Linked DNA regions of Sus scrofa: region 2 is linked to region 1. A link is a contact called in public HiChIP or PLAC-seq data. All regions are on one chromosome and are shown on one strand. The core of a region is the stretch at or near the end of the contact, and the rest is flanking DNA. Distances in the headings are between cores, read along the strand shown.

Evidence for each region. HiChIP or PLAC-seq counts read pairs in DNA pulled down with a chosen protein or histone mark.
Region 2: an H3K27ac HiChIP or PLAC-seq map of alveolar macrophages shows a contact between it and region 1. The contact joins the promoter of E2F3 here to the promoter of MBOAT1 in region 1. A contact is called at or near these places in 8 of 47 Hi-C or Micro-C datasets (alveolar macrophages, blood, fetal heart ventricle and 3 more) and 1 of 2 datasets of contacts at active chromatin or transcription factors (alveolar macrophages).

Annotation. Positions count from the first base shown.
Region 1 is chr7:15,639,114-15,645,692 of Sscrofa11.1, reverse strand. MBOAT1 (lysophospholipid acyltransferase 1) reads left to right here and starts at 1,361. Exons shown (of 13, transcript XM_013977464.2): 1 at 1,361-1,441. The coding sequence starts at 1,376.
Region 2 is chr7:15,791,680-15,798,201 of Sscrofa11.1, reverse strand. It overlaps E2F3 (transcription factor E2F3), which reads right to left and starts at 4,683. Exons shown (of 7, transcript XM_021098397.1): 1 at 3,430-4,683. The coding sequence starts at 3,825.

The DNA of each region.
Region 1 (6,579 bases), core at 112-2,611:
TCATGGTTCCTAGTTGGCTTCGTTAACCATTGAGCCATGACGGGAACTCTGTGAAGGCTAATTTTTGACAAAAAGACAAAAAAAAATTAATAAATAAAATAAAATAGTATTTTCAAGCTCCTTCTGCCCTCAGACACCTACCTCACTTAAGCTGTCATCTTACTCAAGATAACAGGAACATTTATTTCCTGGCTCATGCAGCAGCTCGGTCCTCTTTTGGAGTTCCCATCATGGCTCGATGGTTAATGAACCTGGCTAGTATCCATGAGGATGCGGGTTCCATTCCTGTCCTGGCTCAGTGGGTTAAGGATCCAGTGTTGCCATGAGCTGTGCTATAGGTCAAAGACATGCTCAGATCCTGTGTTGCTGTGGCTGTGGTGTAGGCCAGCAGCTGTAGCTCTGATTCGACCCCTAGCCTGGGAACCTCCATATGCCACTGGTGAGGCCCTAAAAAGACAAAAAAAAAAAAAAAAAAAAAAAAAGATAAGAGGAACATGGCTTCACTTCTGGTCATTTTCTAAAACTATGTAATATTTAATGAACCTGTCTAGCCTGATCTATCCTCAAGCATATGCCTATGTATGTGTGAGTGTGTGTGTGTGTGTGCGCGCGCACACGCATGTGGTGTGAATAAAGCAGAGATTGTCATTTGGTGATGGTGGCCTTCTGTAAAATCTCCATGAGCACAGGGAGTGGTGGTAAGGACATTTTTTTTTTGTTGTTCCTCAATAGAGGTCATGAATTGAGAAACTCTGGCCTGGCCTTTTAAAGTTCAGTGCAGCTTTTTAGCGATGAAACTCTCCCAGAAGGCCAGCGTGAGGCCTAGCCTGGGAGAGGAAGTTGTAACAAGTGGCGGAGAGGCCTTCTGTGGGATTTCAAGCTGCAGGCCACATTGATAACAGTATTGGCTCTGCCTCAAGGTTACTGTTCCCCTGTTTGGTTGGCTCCCTGGCTCCCTAACAGCTCCCCGGTAAACTGCTGATTCAAAGATTTGGGCTTGGTTACCTGGCGAAGCCTGAGGATTCCCATCAAGTCGCTTTTCTTTTTTCCCCTACTCATCCCATGCCAACACTGTTTTCCTGAAAGCCTTGTCCATCAGCGAGCATACAGCAGTTCCTGGAAATGATCAAGATTTTATGATTCTCAAAACCTATTAATCCACTGGAAAAGTTTTCCAAGTGCCAGTGATACACTTGGGTGTCTGAGGACACGGAAATGAAGGGGCGAGGTGCCGCTTTTTAGAACCGGTGCAGGCAAAAAAACTGATCAGAATGCGTTTAATGTAACAGTAGCCCTGTTTCCTACAGGGGTAAAGGAGTTCTTAATCCAGAGGGCGGGTCAGACATTCAGGGTCAGAAGCCGGTAGTCCTGGTGTATGCGCTTGTGTGACACAGACCATGGCAGATCAGGGTGTAGGAAACTACGCCTTGACCACAGGAATGTAAGGAGAGAGGGGGCTGGGTGCTGCGGGTGGGGGTGGGGTTGGGGGGGGCGGCTGGGCGTACCGGGGTCTCCTTGGGCTCCCAGCCACCGGCAGATTAACCTTCTGCCCCGAGGATTGCGAGGGAGAAAGCTTGCAAGGAAAGCGAAGGAAAATTTTAGCCCGCGCGGGGACCGGAGGGCGGGGTTGGCGAGCGTGCAGTGAAACCAAAACAGGGTGGGGCCAGGGTGCTCCCTAGGGCTCGGCGCCGGCCAGGGGAACCCGGGGGGAAGTCATTTTGTGGGGCAGGGAGGACGGCGAGCTCGGGAGAAGGAAGAGGAGAGGCTCCTCCCGCCCCCGGGGCTGCGCGCGACCAGGCGCAGAGCTAAGCGGCGGCGCCCGTGGCGTCGCTTTCCTCCTCGGGTCGGCCGGGGCAGGGAGGGCAGGGTGGCGCTTGGGGGCCGGGCTCCGAGTCCCCACTTTTCCTCCCTCCCTCCCTCCTCCCGGGCCGTCCCGGGCGTCCCGGCCAATGAGCGGCGAGAGGAGGGGAGCGGGAAGCGGAGCGCGCTCGGTCGCGGCCCTCCTACCGCGCCCGTGGCCGCAGCGCCAACGCCAAGTTTGCGCCCCAAGAGCTTGCGCTTGATCGCGTTCCCGGTTCGCTGCTGGGTCACCGCGAGCTAGGCGGCCGCGCGCCCCCTCGGGACAGCCACCCACGCGCACTTGGGCGAGAGGACGCGCAGCAGGGTGGCGTGGGGCCGGGGTAGCAGTCTCCTGAAGATGCAGGATGGCAGCAGAGCCGCCGTCCAGCCTGTCCTACCGCACCACCGGCTCCACCTGTCTGCACCCGCTCAGCGAGCTCCTGGGCATCCCGCTGGACCAGGTAACTGCGGGCGGCCGGGCCTCGGCTGGGGCGTGATCGCAGGAAGCCACCTTGAGCCGGGGTGGGCATGCAGCCTGGCGGGGAGCATGATCTACCTCCATCCCCGCCCCCATAGCAGTTTTCACTGCTCCCAAACTAGACAGGTGGATTTTTTGCTTTTCGGAGTTGATGTTTTTCTGCTGTCACTATGGGGGGGAAAAAAGGTATATCCTGCACAGCAGTTTCGAATAAACTTTTTTATTTGTTTGAAGTTTTGGGTTTGGGTTGCCTCGTTTCCTGGAACCAAGTTCTAAAGCATTCTGATAAATGAATCAAGTGTATCTTTCATCGGTATAGTCAAGCCTTCATTATTTTTAATGTAGATGATCCTACTTAGAAACTAAGCCTGATTCTTCTGTAAGTAATAGCCCATAGCTTCTGAATGAGAGTCTTGGGCTTTAGACTATAGCTGTGGAGCTTGCGAAATCAGGTGACAGGTTTTTGTTTGTTTGGTTGTTTGTTTCTTCCTCTTTTTAGGGCCGCACCCACGGCATTTGGAAGTTCCCAGGCTAGGGGCCGAATTGGAGCTGTAGCTGCCGGCCTACGCCATAGCACATCAGTGCCTAATCCGAACTGGGACAGCTTACTTGATCCTCAGCCCATTGAATGGGGCCAGGGATTGAACCTTTGTCCTCATGATTTGTTAGCACTGAGCCACAAAGGGAACTCCCAGGGTAAGCGTTATTTTGTACCATGTGTCACGACCATTGTCAAGAGAGGAGGCCCACAGGATGCTGTGGTTTTCCCAGGGCCTTAGTTTGTTCAGTCTTTCCTGGAGGGTCCAGGCTCCCTAGGAGGACAGGTTAGGTGCTGTTGAAGTTACATGGACTGTCTAGAAACTGTCTGCTACCATTAAAATTGAAAATGGCAACAAAGAACTGTAATTCCAGGTAAGAAATCTTCCTGAGGGTTGAGGCTTAATCTTAACCCGTTTTCTTGTCTCTTGAAGTGCTGCGGGCTAGATCTGCCTTGTATCTAGTAGTGAGTCAATAAATACACAGTTGACCCTTGAACTACACAGGCTTGAACTGCATAGGTCCGCTTAGATGTGGATTTTTGTCAGTAGTAAATTCTGCAGTACTGTATGGTCCACAGTTGGTTGAATCCGCAGATTTCTAGGCACTGCAGATACAAAGGGCTGAATATAAATTATAGTCAGATTAACCTCCGTGTTGCTCAGGGGTCAGCTCTGTGTTGATTTAAATGGCATCAGGTAAGGCCAGCTTGGAGGAGGGGCCCACTCTTTTGACTGCTTCATGCTGAATTCTCACCCAGTTTTCTTCCTCTGCCTCTCCCTAGTGAGCTTTTAAAAAATTCTTCTTTCCTTCAAACAAGAGCATACCTGCTGCTTTTTCCGCGCACGTTCCTGCAGCAATGAGGAAGTGAGACCTGGCCGGTTGCCTCATTCAGATGCTGTTTACTGAGCCACCCTTCTACCTGGTTCCCTCTGAGGATCTGATTCAGAACGATGCCTGATCTGACTCCTGGCTTCTAATCAGTTGCAAAATCCAGAAAGCCTGGAAGTTGAGGAGGTATCAGATGCTAACTCCTGTTTTTGCAGTGAGGATGGTGTGACTGCCAGGGACCTGCAAAGGCAGACATAATAGCCAATCCTGGAGTCCTCAAATGAGATATAACTAAGAGCGAAATTTCCTTTAGGAGTTTATTTTGTACTTACCCCTCTACCCTCCATCACGATTTATTTTAATTGCATTTTTCTGTTTTCAGCAGTTCAGCACAGCTAGAGAAGAGGAATCTGGGAAAGTTTTTGGGGATAGAAAGAGATAGATTGTTGATGGGTCCCGAAGATTTACGACAGAGAGGCTCCTAGGATGATGTTATTAAGCGCTTTTTAACTGCACCCACCCCCACCCCTGGTCTTCGGGATGTCTGTCAAAGGAATTCTGTTTTTAATTTATGAAAAAGAACAAAAGAGCCTGTGGGATGTTGAAGGCCGAGAGGGAGGGCTTTCTGGGATGAACTGAAGGAAAAATGTGGGTAAGAGGCAAGGAAGCAGCACCTGCGATCTCTTTGATCTAAGTACAGCCCCCCTGCCCTCCAGCAGGGTCAAATCTCCGTGGAAGAAGCACTTAAAGGCAATGCCCCAGCTCGCTTATTTTAGGCCTCCGGAGAATCCCAAACCATAAATAATGTGGTTTGAGGCTAAGCTGTGGCTTGAGAGTCTGGAAGCTTGATGTGTTTTTCTCCCTCACACTTTCAAGGGCTCTTTAAGGCCTTAGATGTTAGCCCGACTGGGGGGTAATTGCTGCTCTGCCAGAAAACTTCCTTCTGTGACCACTTCTGTGACCACAGACTGGTATTCTATCATCCCCGAGCTCCGGTGTCCACCCATGTAAAAAGGGGTGATAAGACCTACCTTTTGGAGCGGAGATATTTTGTATAGATCTAAAGTGCCCTCCATCAGCAAGGGCACATCAGCACTTTGTATCAGACGGTGTGCTGGCAGGACACAGTTCAACTCAAGGAAATGCAACAAAGAAACTTGAATGAACTGCTTAGAGAGCTGTGGGTGGCATTAAGGGACCCAAGAAAGGATGTTCACCTTCCCGTACTGGGGCGCTGAAGGGGAAAGGGAGGAAGTTCTGTGGCCAGGATGCAGGAGCGAAGTAGAGAGAGAAACTTCCATCTCTTGCAGTGGCCCCTACTGGGGGTGGCTGGCCTGGGGTGCCTGGGTGATGTAGTCTATAGGGGCTCCTCTTGGGGCACAGAGTGGAGAAGAGAAAGGTGGAGCCAGCTCTGGAGGACCGTGCTAGGATAAGAGCACAGCCCTTGGTATCTGTTTGCTCCTGACCCATTAACTTGCAATTTGCTAAAAATGATAAAACATGCATCTCAAGTTAGCCATGCAACTCTTCATATGTCACTTAAAGATAGTGAACCCCTTTGCTGATAGCCTAACGTTTCACATGTCTGTTGGTAATTTCTGAATTGATTGTACTTGCGAGAATGTTTTTGGCTTCTGGGTCTCCCTGTGTCAAGTAGGTGATTATTTGCAAAAACTGAAATACATGTGGAGCATTCTACTGTGTGAGCGAAGAACTCTTTTATTTTTCATCTGATTCTTCCATTTCTCTGTTTTGTTAGCTCCTGGGGGGAGCCTGTGTGCAACTGTGACCATCCTGAGGAAGAGGCTATGGGACTTTTTTACTAACCTGGCCTCTTCCTAAAGATATTAAATGCAAAATCATCTGATTCTAGTAGAGACTAGAGCATAGCCACTCATACCCAGAAATGGATGGTGACTTAGGGGCCTCCGCAGGTGCCTCACAGATGGATTAGTTGAAAACCGTGTTTCTAAAATGAGTCCCTTTCTGTCGAGCAGATGTGGAGCCTGGGCAGAGAAGGGAGGATGATTGTTTTATTTTTTTGTTTGCATCATCTGCTCATGCCCTCTCCACTTTGTTTTGATTGTGGAGTATGACATGGCCTGCCTTTAAGCTAACCTAGCCTTCAAAGTTTGCAAAACGGACTCAGCTCCCAGGATGGATGGGGTAATGCTGACATTGTTAACTTTGTGTGGTACAGAGTCATATCCTAGGAGCTATGCAAGATGCGAAGTTCCTGGCTATGAGGAATGTGCAATTTGGTGGTGGGGAAACTCTGAGTGTCAAGGCTCTTTTTACCGATTGGCATCCCCAGATTTGTCAGTTTTGCATGAGTTATCAATTCATCATTAAACTAGGCTTCTTTGGATTTCCATTCCCCCCCCGCCCACCCCGTGCCAATGTAGCATCAGCAGAGAAAGGGGCAAAGGAAAGAGAGACCAGCACATGAGAATCCAGGAAATTATTTTCAGGATTAAAGCTGCAGAGGTTTAGGCCTGTTCATGTACGCTTGTGTTACAGTTTTAAAAAGTTAGATGGGTGCAGACCAGTTCTGTAGGCCTGGTCCTTTCGACAACATGGTGATAGCAGCAGTGGTTTTTGATGATCCCACCAGAGCCTCTGACCACAAAGTTTCTTTCCCTGTCCACAGTTTTCAGGTTGTGGAAAGCCCCACCCTCAATTCTCTTCTTATCAAAGTCTCGCCCTTAGTTAAAAGCTCAGCTGACATTCCACAGTCGTTATTAAATCCATTAAATATTTAACACTAGTAGTGCCAGGTACCTGGTCACGTCAGAGAAATAAAAGGATTAAAAAAAAACCAAGGTTTCTCTCTTTGAAGGACTTACACACCTTTAGAGGAGACTAAAGACCTACCTAAGGACACAAGGGCTGCA
Region 2 (6,522 bases), core at 3,434-5,933, 150 kb before region 1:
GGAGTAAAGGGAGAAGTGAGGCAAAAAAGTGAGGCTGAGTTGATCTAAATTTGTCACAACTCCAGGCACAAGCTCAGGCAGGTCATCAGCACCCTCTCTGTAGAGGCCTACCTTATTGACATGTCCCTATTTTATCCATTCTTACCTTAGCCATGATTAATGGATTTTAAAACTCAAACTAATTAGGTGGAGATACTTACATATCATTATAGAATCCCCCCCTTTTTTAGATCATTTTACTCATATAAGTCAACAAAGGACCAATGTGCATGGAGTCTTACATTATTTCTCTAAGTTTCAAAAAATTTTTTTCTGAATATTCACTGTATTGGTTGTCTACTCATTGCCTGGCACTGTGCTAAGTGTATTTATTACATGCATGATCATATTTCATCCTTGAAAAGAATCTTCAAGTTAGTATTATTATTGTCCATATTTTACAGAAGAGGAAATTATTTTGAGAGATTAAGTTATTTGCCTAAGATCATAGGACCTGAAAATGACAGAGGCAATCACAGCTGGTATAGTAGTACTATTACAGCTATTTTTCCCATTAAAAAAATGGTGAAGATTTGCTCCGGGTTAAGTTCTTGAGATAGAACGTGGAATCAGAACCAGGTAGGCCTGCAGCTGACCACCTGAACAGGAGTTCTCAATCCCTTCTTGGATGCAAAGTCATTACACAGTCTCTTTGCTCAGCTAATCACTTAGCTACCCCCCATGCCTATCCCACCTGCTTAGGGAAAAGAATAGCAATAAAAGTTCCAGACTTAAATAGAATCTAATATAATTTTGCTAAGAAAAAAAAAAACCCACCAACTTTATATACATTGTTCATAACTTCGGAATAATAATCTCATGGCAAGGAGGATAAAGTTTTAAAACAGCTTGGAAGGTAGTGAAGGTAATTTTTTAAATACTTCAATACAATGAACGACCTAGAAGTTTGGATAGACGGTTCTGGAGACCTGGTCAAAGTGGGCTAAAATTTAAAAGAAAGAAGAAGAAAAAAAAAAAAAAAAAGCACACTGGTGGTCTCACAATTTCCCATTATCAAAACTACCCTTCCACAAATCTGAATCCAATCCAAGAAGTCTGTCAATAGCTGGCTGTTTCAGATGAGGTTCATGAAATAGTGACAGAAGCGGGTAGGGGGCAAATATACTTAAAATATATGCAAGCATGTTTCCCTCAAGTCAGTAACAGTACGTAATGCTAATAGAAGCGTGGCACATTCTTATGACTGCGAATCCCGCACACTGGATACTGTGTGCGAGCAGGTACTGTACTTTCCCCCCTGCTGGCAGACCCTAGTCACTAAAACACGATGAGCTTCCCCGACTGAGCCAGAATCACACATCCCCGGCAAGTACCTCTGGGGCTGAAAAGCAGTTACGATCCAACTCGAGGAGAAATCGGGAAGAGTCAGGAAATCACATCTTTCATTATTCCCAAAGCCATGCCCTTCCCCAAAGTGCTGCCTATGTGCCGACTCTCTTAAGGATCTCTGCAAAATCTTGATCTCCAAAAATTAAGCCCATTTGGAGCCGAGACAAGGTGAGGTCAACGACTGGTATTATCAGCCAACCACGTCTCTAACTGGGTCTGGTTCGTTTCGAGCCTCGTGGGGGCCAAGCCTCACCACGAGGGTGAAGGCAGGAGGCATGGAGGAAGGGAATGAAGGAGAGAAAAGGAGAAAGGGGGAAGACCTCCGGACCACACTTCTTTCTAGTACCAACAAAAAGAGAAGCCGCATCTTGACCTAAATCATCTCTCAAAAGCGCTTTATAAATTACAGGGACAAAGGGAGGGGGTGGCGGGTGGCCTGGGAATCCTACAGACACCCTACCCTCTGACCCGCCCCCCTCCCCCTCCAGCACAAGGGAAGGAAGACAGAAAACAGAGCTCAACTCGGCCATTGGCGAGAAGCCCCCCTCCGGTTTTCGCTCGCCCATCCCTCGGCCCCCTAGGAAAAAATACGCGTAAACACCATACCCACCCCCTGGGGCGGACACTCCTGCCCCGCGGTTCCCAGAACCCGAGGCCGGGGCATTTACTTAGTTAGATTTTTCTTGCTTACTCATTTCCCTCGAGCACCCAACCCCCCGTTCCCACTCCAAAACCCCGCTCAACCGCCTACCCTCACGGCTTCAGCCCCCAACAGATCCCCGTGCCCCCGCGGCGGCGGCGGCCCCCGAGCAGTCCCGGTCACTAACCTGCTGCTGTAAGGGCATTTCCGAAACCAGCCTGGCTCCGGGGGGAGGTGGGGGGGCCGGCTGGAGAGGGGGCCCAGAGGGCCGAACAGACCGGCGGCGCCGGGCGAGGGCGGGCGCCCGTGGGGAGGGGGGGTTGGGGAGAGGAGAGGGAGGGTGGCCGCGCCGGGGGCGGGTGCGAGGGCGCCGGGACCGTCCCAGGCCAGGGAGCCGGCGAGCAGGAGGAAGTGGGTGCCCCCTCTCCCCCTCCAGCGCCCCCTCCCGCCGCCGCCTCCTCCCCAGTCACAGGCGCGTCCTCCGCGCACGTGTGCGAAACGTCACCGGCGGGTCCCGGGGAGAGGGACAGACCCAGGCGGCGGGACGGGAACACGGCTGCCCCCGCCCTCCGTCGCCGGGGGGCGGAGAGGGGGACAGGGCGGGGAAGGAAGGGGCAAGGGGAGAGGCGGGTCAAGGGCAGGCCCGGGGCCCGGTGAGGAAGGCCCGGGCGCTCGGGCCACGCGGGCGCCGCCGCTGCCACCGCCGGGATGCGCCCAGGCCGGGGCGCCAGCCGCTAGCCCCTCGCCCCCAGACAGCCCCCGCCCCAGCCCGCACCCGGCTTCCAGCTCCACCTCCCCCCTGCACGCCCCCCTCCGCTTCCCCCAGCCCCTTTGTTGCCGGGAGTTACCGATCCCCAAATGTGTCAAGCGCAGCCTGCCAGAGCCCCTGCGCTCCGAGCACGCCTGAGGGACCCCCGGCTGCCAACAGGCCCCCGAGACCGGCGGGGGGCCACTGCCCCCAGGGCCCCCCGGTTCCCCCCCCGGAGTCCCCCCACTCCCCAGTTCACTACTCCCTCCCCCACCCCCTTCTCCATCCGGGGCGTGACCCCTTCCTACGCCCGAGAAAGAGGAAGCTTCGAGTTGGAGGGGAGGGGAGAGTGGGGGTAGGGAAAAGTGCAGGAAAAGAAGGGGGGGCCGCGAAAAGTTTTAGAGTGTTTGCTGTGGTTCGCGCCAAGGCGATCCCCGTTGCCCCGCGCGCCTGGCGGAGCCCCCCGACCCTCTGGGCGCTGGGGGGAAGCACACAAGTCTAACAATAAACCCTCGTTGGAGGGGCAGCCGCCGAGGCCCACGACGCTGGGCCCCGCGGTCTCCCAGGGCTGCCCGCAGCGCGCCCACCACCCCGCGTGGTGCAAGCCCACCTCCCGCCCGGGCTGGGGACGGTGGGAACGGGAGGGCATTACCGGAGGGCCGCCGCCGCCGCCGCTGCCGCCGCGTCCCAGCGCTGGTGGCTGCTGCAGCAGCCCGGCTCTGCTGGAGGGTCCGTGCGGCGTGGTGTAGAGGAGGCTGCCGGCGGTCTGCTCCACGCCGGGGGCACTGGGGAGGAGGGGGCCGGCGGCGACGGCGCCGCTTTGGAGGGAGGAGGAACAGGAGGTGGTGGAAGTGTTCGTGGTGAGGATCTGGATGTATGCGCTCGGGGCGGCGGCAGCAGCGGCGGCGGCGGCGGGGAAGCCGGGGCTGGCTAGCAGTGCCCTTTTGTCCATGGAGGCTGCAGCGGCGGTGGCGACGACAGCCGCCCCCTCCCCACCCCCGGCGGTCACCAGGTACTGCTCCAGGGCGGGCTGGATCCCCTTTCTCATCTCTCGCTCCTGCTTTTTATTGCTATGGTATATTAACGTATTGTTTTCAATTTCTTTATTATTTGCAGTCGGAGTTTCCAAGTCTCTCCTCCTTCTCTCCTCCCCGCCCGGCGCTTCCGAGCCCCTTCTCTCTCTTTTCTTTTTATTTTTCCGCAAGCACGGGCCCGGGGGCCAAAAATAATCGGGGCTCTGGAGAGAGGAGGGTCCCGGCCGCACGGATATCGGGCCCCGAGGGGGGATGGAGGCGTCGGGGGCGGCCGATGCAATGGATTGCGAGGCGGCGGCGGCAGCCCGGGTGCTGCGGCCGGCAGCTGAAAAATGGCTCCAGGAAGCTGCTGCTGACAATGAATGAAGGGATACGGTTTACGCGCCAAGGTCCTCCCGCGAAACTCAGATTTCCCGCCGGCTTTTCAAACCAAATTTGCATATCCCCGCCCCTCAACCCGCCGAGGACCGTTCTCACAGCCCATTGGGCCGCTGTCTTCTTCTTTTAGTCCCAATCGGGGAGCAGGGCCGGGACCTGCCGGTTTCCATTGGCTGCCTTGCATCACGGTTGCCGGGGCGACAGGGGCCCTATTTGCATAGCCCTCCTTGATTGGCTGCGAGGGAGGCAGGGGTTTTTAGGAGGTGGGTAAAGCCTTGCCTTCTCTCCCACGGAAGACCACGCCTGGTCCAGGCTCCGCCCCCGGTCCCGCCCGCCTGCGGGGCTGGCGCTGCTGACCTGGGCAGGGACTCTGCGCCCCGCAGACTCAGTGTGGATCTAGTCTAGAGTGCAAGTTTCGCTTTTGGAAATTGTCAAGGTGACCAAGGGGACACTTTCGGGAACTCTCTTTCGTTTAGCCAGTCAGTGTAATAGATGAACAGCAGCGGGAGATTCTCCCAAGTATGTGCCAAAGGCAAGTTGGACCTTGCGAACGACGCCTGGCATGTGGAAACTGAGCCCTTTAAATCGTGGGTATCTCCCTTCCTGAAATCCAACCAATGCCGCGGCGAGAGCTGATCCAGAGGTTGAGGCTGATAGACAGAAGCATGTGGGCAGACAGAATCGTGGGGGCAGAAGGTTCGACTGACGTGATTGCGGGCACCATTTAGTTAACATTCCAAATCATTCCTGGTAGCTTCATTATTAGCCTGGATGGGGTTTAAGTAAAAAATTAACTCCGAATGTTTTGCCGAGTGAAATCTTACCACGAGTATTGGTTTGAGTCCAGCAGACACCCACCCCCACCCCCAAGTCACTGGCCCAGAAGCAATCAGGGCAGTTAATCTGGGCTAACCTAGACTGATCTGCGGGTTTCTAATCCGCCAAACTGTAATCCGAAGAAGTACGTGCTTCCCAAGATGACGTCTTGCTGCCAATAAATGCTGCACGCTGGGCACCAGTACTTTACAATTTTGGTTTCCTAGCAAGTTATCTGACTGAAAGGAAACATGATGGCCCATCTAGTCCAAAATATTTTTAATTTTTTTTTTTTTTTTTTTTTTTACTAAACTAGAAATTCCCACCAGAAAAGTATTATTGTCAAATTAATGTCTATATTGGTGCAAGTATTTATGGATCTTAAAATTGAAGACTGCCAGCTGCTGATCTGGGCTCACTGGATAATGAGGATTGCAGTACCTCAAGCCTTTTTGCAAGACATCATTATTATTATTATTGTCATGATTAATAGTAATAATTTCCCAAAACTCAGTTTCAGTCTTACGAAAGTCCTGATGAGACTTCAGTCAGTTCAGGCTAGGACTCCTTACTTCAGTCCTGTTACCCTGTTTGAAACAGGATGAGCTCAAAATACTGTTAAACCTCACACCAGGCTCAGGAATATTTTGGTCTTGCATTCAAGGTGGTTGAAGATCCAAGGCCCAATACCCAAACATTTTTGGACGCTCTGTCATCAAAACCGACACTATCTTTAGGGCAGGTTAGGTGGTTTTCAAAGGGCATCAATTCCTGATTGGGCTTGAGGCATAATGTATTAGCAACTTCCTTGATGTTGTTCCATCAGTGTTGCTTTCCACTGTGGGTCACTATAGAGGAAATTAGTACTGTAACTACTTGGATATTACCAGCTGTAGAACATCACTAGCAGCATGCATTTGGTGGCTGTAGTGAGGGTTTGGGAGGAAGGGGGGTATAATGCACGTAGTCATCATAGACCCTGCATTTTAAGATTAGAGACAAACCTAGGCCTTAGGACTATGTGCAAAATCTCTGCTTGAGCTCCTCAGGAGTGCTTACAGTAAGATAGATGAGACACAGCCCCAAGGGTGCAGGTGTTCACAATCTAGATCCCCACTTGTGATTCTGGTTTAAAAAGTGTGAAATAGGTACCATTCTACCTTAGTCAGGTTACATTTTTTTTTAACATCGGGTATTTGGTAGAGAAACAAATGTTTTTTTTTAACATTTGATGCCTACTGCACCCCAGGATGGGGTGGGAGGGTTCAAAGAGAGAAGAGGAGATGCTGGAAGTTAAGATGCTAAATTCCGGGGTAGGTTATTGATTTGTGGAGAAGTACCATATTTTAGTAGAAGGAAAATGGGCTTTGGAGCCAGAGTGAGCTGGGTTTACATTCTAGCTGCCACTTAGTGGCTATATAATGCTAACCTTTAAAATCCCATATTCTCAAGTTCCTGTCATGGAGCAGCGGAAACATATACAACTAGGAACCAAGAGGTTTCGGGCCGATCCCTGG